Linked DNA regions of Triticum aestivum: region 1 is linked to region 2. A link is a contact called in public Hi-C data. All regions are on one chromosome and are shown on one strand. The core of a region is the stretch at or near the end of the contact, and the rest is flanking DNA. Distances in the headings are between cores, read along the strand shown.

What was found. A called contact is a pair of places that touch in the nucleus more often than the background predicts.
Region 1: a Hi-C map of leaf shows a contact between it and region 2, with 2.3 times the contacts expected there. The contact joins the promoter of LOC123120537 here to the enhancer-like site in region 2. A contact is called at or near these places in 2 of 5 Hi-C or Micro-C datasets (both in leaf).

What each region holds. Positions count from the first base shown.
Region 1 is chr5D:252,725,941-252,729,050 of IWGSC CS RefSeq v2.1, reverse strand. It overlaps LOC123120537 (protein OCTOPUS), which reads right to left and starts at 1,694. Exons shown (of 1, transcript XM_044540546.1): 1 at 1-1,694. The coding sequence starts at 1,579.
Region 2 is chr5D:252,690,972-252,694,215 of IWGSC CS RefSeq v2.1, reverse strand. No RefSeq gene overlaps it. Among protein-coding and RNA genes, the nearest start is that of LOC123120537, 35 kb to the left of the region's middle. Within about 2 kb of position 1,990, at least 1 of the 8 cell types and tissues checked has an H3K27ac peak or open chromatin away from gene starts, as enhancers often do. A contact at or near this core is called in leaf, where this site is marked.

The DNA of each region.
Region 1 (3,110 bases), core at 445-2,944, 35 kb before region 2:
ACCGCAGGTGCCGGCCGCCGTTGGCCGGCAGCCCGGTGGCGCCGCGCCGGCCGCTGGCGCTCCGCAGCGGGGTCAGGTAGAACCGCAGCATGCCGTTGTCGGCGTGGTGCCCCGGCGAGTACCGAGCGCTGCGGTTCCGCTCCAGCACGCATTGGTCTTCCTGTCGCCGCTTGACGCTGCCGTGGCCGTCGTCGAAGCAGCGCCGCGAGCTGCCCAGGCCGGCGCTGTTGCTGCTGAACGAGCTGCGCGCGCTGGCGTTGCTGTTGCACCTCTGCATCCCGGCGTTGCTGTACCCGCGGACGCGCAGCTCCGGCCACGGCTCCGAGAACGCGCGGTCCGCGGCGTCGGACGGGCTGCCCCGGCGGTGTATGAAGCCCCAGAAGCTCCACGCCTTGCCTAGACGCCGTGGCTTCTTGGCAGGGCCCGGGAACGCGGCGTCTAGGGTCACCGGGAAGTCTTCGACGAGAGAGTTTGAGCTGAACCGTTGGTCGAGCAGGTCTTCGGCATGGTGGAAGTGGTAGAACTCTGAGTTGCCGGTCAGCGGGGACACCGTGGCATTGGTGATGGCGGCCGCTGCAAGGGCTGGCTTTGGGTCGGGCACTTCGAACGACCTTGTCAGCACGGAGCCTGACCGCTCCAGGCTCCGGCGCCTCCGGCTCGGCGTGTCCATGTAGTAGTCTCGCGTCTGCGCCGAGCCTCCGGGGGTATTGGCGTCGCCGTCGGGCTCGGGCTGCGAGTCATCTTCCACAGGAATTTGGCCGTCGGAGCGTTCCACCACGCTGGCAGGTGAGTCCTCGAGCGCGGAGAGGATGGGCGGGAGCCGTGACAGCGGCGGAGGCGCTCGGCCAAGGCCAATGCCGGCGCCGGCGCCGAAGAGGTAGCCGTCCCAGGACGCGCGGGGCCCGCCCCAGGATAGACCTACATCGTCGACAGACATGCGGCCAGCATCAAGGGAGAATCTTGGGTCCGTGTCGCACGAACGACGGCCTCCCGCGAACTCCGAGCCTGCCTCCCCATGAAGGCGGCTCCGCTGAAGGAAGGAGGGCTTGGATGGCTTCTCCGACGGCGGCATTGCTGCGGCCACTGCCTTGCTGCCGGCCGCCTCCTCCTTCTTGAGCTTCTGCTTGCGCCTCCACTTGTGCCACTTCTTGCTGAAGACCGAAGCAGCGAGCCGGAAGCTCCCGGCGATCTCCTTCAGGTCCATGGGCGGCGGCTTCTTGGGCTGCGAAGATTCGAGATCTATGTGATCCTTCATGGCCTTGACCTCCCCGGACCCATAAGCTTCGGTTTTCATCTCTCCTGAGGTGTCGACAACCAAGACGAGCTCCACCACCGGAGTTATCTCGTCAGAGCTCTCGGCCATAACGATCTCGTCCTCCAAGAAGATCTCTGGGACGCACGGTCGAGCCGACGGCAGCTGGTGGAATTCGGTGGGGAGCGCCGCGGCCGCGGCGGAGGACGAGACGGGGAACGCGTCGAAGGCTGTGCCGTCGCGGACGCGCTCGCGGTCGTCCTGATGGAAGAGCGCCCAGAGCGTGCTGCGCCCGCGCACGTCGCACGACCAGCGCTGCCGCTTCATTCATCGCGCCGCGCGCCATGCTGGCCACGCGCACGGGCCGCCGTTCGTGCCGATCCTGGTTAGTTGGTTCAGACGCTGAGTGCGGGTTGATTAAAGAAAACAACAGGGGGGTTTCTGCAAAAGTGCATGCGCTGACCGGTCAAATCATCCCATGAGGTGTAAGTTGGGGTATAGTCAGTGGCGGAGCAGGGGGGACGAGCAGGGGCCTGGCCCCCCCTAACCATCGAGCGAACATGCAGCCGCTAATATAGAATTAGCGTAACGATCTCATGTCACACGTAGTAGGCCCCCCCTATCTCCACAACGTGAACTTTGGAAAAAGGGAAAAAAAAGGCCCATATGGAGCCCACTAGTGGCCAGATTGGGCTGTTAGCTCTAATCTCACCGCCTGGCCGCTGTGTTCTCCGGTAGAAGATCTCGTACGTGGGATTAGTGCGCATGCCGCTCCCCTTTGCCACCCAATCGCCTCTGCTCTCCTTACCTTGATCTGATTCATACGGCGGCGGTGCGTCCAGCTCCACTTGTCAATTCTTCCGGCTCGAATCAACGAACTAGCCGAGGTTTAACACATCACACTATCTATCAATCTTTTCTAACCCTAAATTCTCATCTTTGTTTCAGTGTTGAACTTATACATCTGTTTTCTGTTGTGTTTGGTTATGTGATTTGTGACACTGTGATTTTATGAAGAGTTCATATCTTGTGGTAGCTGTATAAATTATCGTGTTCGTGATCCGAGTCCTTATACGAGTTCCTATTTGTGATGCAAATTTTGCCTACGTTGAACTTAATTCCTCTGTCCCACAATATAAGACGCTTTTGCAGGCTATGTAAGTTTGCAAAAATGTCTTACATTATGGGACGGAATGAGTACAATATAGCTAATTCGAGATTGCAGTTCAACCATTGAAGAGAAACTTAATCTTAGAGGTAAATTTAAACTAATACTATAGCCGAAGCGAACTTTGTTCTATACGAATATTTTCTACATTGGATTTTTTTTATCTATACTGGGCTTGGCCCCCCTATATCAAAATCCTGGCTCCGCCCCTGGGTATAGTGAAGTCAAGTTTTGCAAGTTTGGGACTGAATCATCACATTCTGTGCAAGTTAAGGTACCTGTGTGCTATTACCTCAAACAAGATGACTGACTCGAGGAGAAGAAAGAAAGAAAGGAGGCAGGCAAATGTGAAACCGGAGACCTGCGAATTCGCTAGTGCACGCCACCTTTTGGCCACATCTTTCGGACGGGCAGGCAAAAAGTGGCGAGAACCTTTACCATGACATGACGCGACGCTGGTACTGGTGCCGGTGCCAGCGCCAGTGGATGCATCGCACCAAAAGGTTTTGTCATCCTGCACGTACGTGTTCCCCTTATATTGAGGGGGAATTCCACTTCCGTTCCGATCCACCGACGACAGCAACATCCTCCATTCGCCCAGCGCACCCGTAGCACTCCATTTCCTCTTGCGTCGCCTTTTCCCTGCTCCGTTCTACTCCTACACGTGCATCACGCACACACACAACACAC
Region 2 (3,244 bases), core at 741-3,240:
CATGCAAACTACGCCAAACTACGCCTAGGCCTGCTGCGCCCCGGCCACCGCACTCCATCTACATGCCGAGAAGCCTGTAGAAATGGGTGTAGTCGCCGCCGCCGTCGTCACCGCGCGCCCCGCCGGAGCCGCCGCCGTCCCTTCTGCACCCTTGGCCAGGGTCGCCGACGTCTGGTGGGGCGTTGGACGGCCCGGCCTCGTCCTCCTCGTCGCCGTCGAGGACGATCACGCCACCCTCCTCGCGCCCGCGGCGTCGGGCCTAGAGCTCCGCGTATGCCCGGCGCTGGCGGCGCACCTGCTCGCGGACGTAGTCCTCCTTCGCCCTTTTTGGGCGGCCTCATCGTCGGGGTCCACCATGTCGACGTGCTCCGGCTTCACGGGGAGCAGGCCTGGCTCGGGCTTCGGCCGGACCAAGCGGAGGGAACGTGGGGAGGGGCGGCCACCCTCGTTGATGACGAGGGCGCCGCTACGGGTGCGGCGCCAGAGCGGCGTCTCCTCCGGCTCCGGCTTGACAGGGCGGAGCGCCGGCGAGCCGGAGGAGAGCGAGCCAGATCCCAAGGACGAGGACGTCCCCGGCTCTATTCGCCGCGGCGTCCAGGAGCTGCCACGGCGGCGATAGAAGGACGGTCGTGGCGGGTACTCGAGGCGCGGCACGTTGCCGGTCTCGATGTGGTCGAGGACGACCTTGAGGGTGCGGCCTGGCACACCCCACCACTCAAGCCGCCCTTCGGCGTTGAGGCGGCCGCGGGGGATGATGCCGTTGGCGGAGGGGATCTTCTCTTGGTGGCGGCGCTCGAAGTACATCGTCCACAATGTTTCGCTGTCGGCGGCGTACCTCGGCTCGTTCCGCTGCTCCTCCGCCAGGGACGAGCGGATGCAGGCGATCTCGGCCCGCCGTGCCGCCCCTTCGGGCACCGGTGCTCAGCCTCCACGCCCCCGGCACACGCATGTCCGGCGGCGCCGGATACTCGGCCTCGTAGAGGAGGCGCGCCTCCAACTCTTGGAGATGGCGGCGACCGAAGCCGTTCGCCGCCGCGCCGTCGCCGGGGAATCTCTCAGCCATTTGCTCGTCGGCGGGAAGGGGAGAGTGTGCTGCTTTGTGTGGCGATGCGAGGTGAAGTGTGGCATTCACCGGCAGGGGATCAAATTTTATAGCCGCGGCCGGGTGGCGAGAGCCTGCATGCCGGGCGACACGTGGCGAGAGCGGGCGAGACGCGCGTTGGTGGCGCTTTCACTGCGCCGCCCATGGGACATCAATGGAGGCTAACTGGCGCGGCAGCGCGGCAGTCTTGGCTAGCCTTCGCATTGATTCCCGCGGGAACAGAAGCGATGAGGACGACGAAGCGGCGTCTCGCTGACGCGGCGGGCCCATCCCGGCTGACCGACGCGGCGGCCTTGGCCAGCCTTCGCATTGATTCCCGCGGGAACAGAGGCGATGAGGACGACGAAACGGCGTCTCGCTGACGCGGCGGGCCCATCCCGGTTCACGCCAAAAACGCGTTCCCCGGCACCCCCAGGCGCCCCCAGCGCGCCGGGTTCGGCGTGGGTCCGCCAGCGCCAGTTTTGGCCCAAACCCGTAAAAACGGGTTCCTGAAGGCGCAACTGGGCCAATTTTCGGCCGCCGACGATAAAAAAAGCCTGTGGGACCTGTTGGGGGCCCGGCTGGAGATGCTCTTAAGGCCATCATCATCTCAAACATAAGGACCACCCAAGTTACTTCTCCCACGTCGTACTCTCCGTCCATATATGCCCCATATTTATTTTCTTCATTCAAGAATATGGAGAATAATTTTGCCAAAAAAGAAGAGTATGGAGGATAAGGATACCTAATTTAATTCCACAACATTCTGTGTGGCGGACTCTGGTCAGATAATGGTGTTGAGTTCTTATAAATCTCAAGAGACTTGTTCGTGCACTCACATCAGAAGGATACAGTAAAAACGATCATGTGGGCCCGCAAAGATTTAGTCTTAGCTACACAGGAATTTCGATTATTTGTCTACGAAAGAGAGAGATAGACAGATGGAGAGAGAGGGGGGAAGAGACAAGAGAGATGCTTATCTGTGGAAAGGGCCTTTGACAGCTGACCAAAAAGCAGCCGCCTCTTTTCTGCCAAATGTTTCTCTTTTTCGTGTGAAGCTGCCACCGGTTAAACAAATCCTTCTTTTTCCTTCTGTCTCTCAGTGGTTGTGTCACTGCTACGCCGCTCCTTTCTTTCGTGTCTGCATGGCCCTCCAATTATTTTGTTTCTCTATTCCTAAAAGTTGAATAACATCTACGTATATTTTTCTAGTCTAGTCACAACAGATCTATAATCAAATACAAATACAAAGACATGCGCAAAAATCCAGGTAATTGCTCTTATGGCTTTCTTTCCGGCATCATGTTATGAAACTGCTCATCCGTTCCTTAATGTCCAAATGCAGGATAAAAAAAATATTGGCTTCATACGTCTGCCTCCCTGGTTGTCCGCACGCGACTCCGAAGGCGCCGCCGCAGCACGCCAAAGATCTCGCCACCGTAGTCCATCCCCTTGGCACCGTAGGCGAAGGCCGTCCTACGGCAGACGATGGTGGCAGGGCATCCTTTTCGTCTTCCCTTGCATCTCCTTTCCCACCTCCAGCCCCAGCCTTAAATCACACCCCTCCGGGATGCCACACGTGGTGGCCGTCATGGCCGCTGCCCCCTCACCTTCCCGATCCACAGCGCCACCGGAGCCTCGGGTGCGGCGCCATCACCGCCGAGGGCAGCGGGCCTTGGTGTGGTTCATGGGAACCTTCAGCCACACAACACATCGACACCATTGGGTATGTCAAAATTGTGCGCGTCACGGCCGTGAGCCGGACAATCGGTGTATTGCAACATTGTTCTTGTCAAGTGGGGGCAGCAGCACTAGGTGACTTCATTTTTGGTGCTGTTCTTTTGGGCACCGAGTCTCGATTTCCGGGGTAAAAGCCCCAGGTTTGACCTTCATTGATTGTACCAGACAATGGCGGGTCTCTATCTGTTTCCCGCCGAAGGCATTATTTGGAGGTCGCTCAGAATTTCTGCAGGGTGAAAACCCATAATCCGACCTTGGTGGTTGATGGAGCGACGACGACGCTTGTGCACTGTTCCCTTCCTGGAGGCATGGCTCTTGGAGACCTATTTTCACGGTACCGGGTTGTTTCGCTAATTGCTTCGGTGGGGTTCATTTTTCTTTTTCGTCGTTTTTCTTTCCGTTTGGCATCGCTTCGGTCTTGTA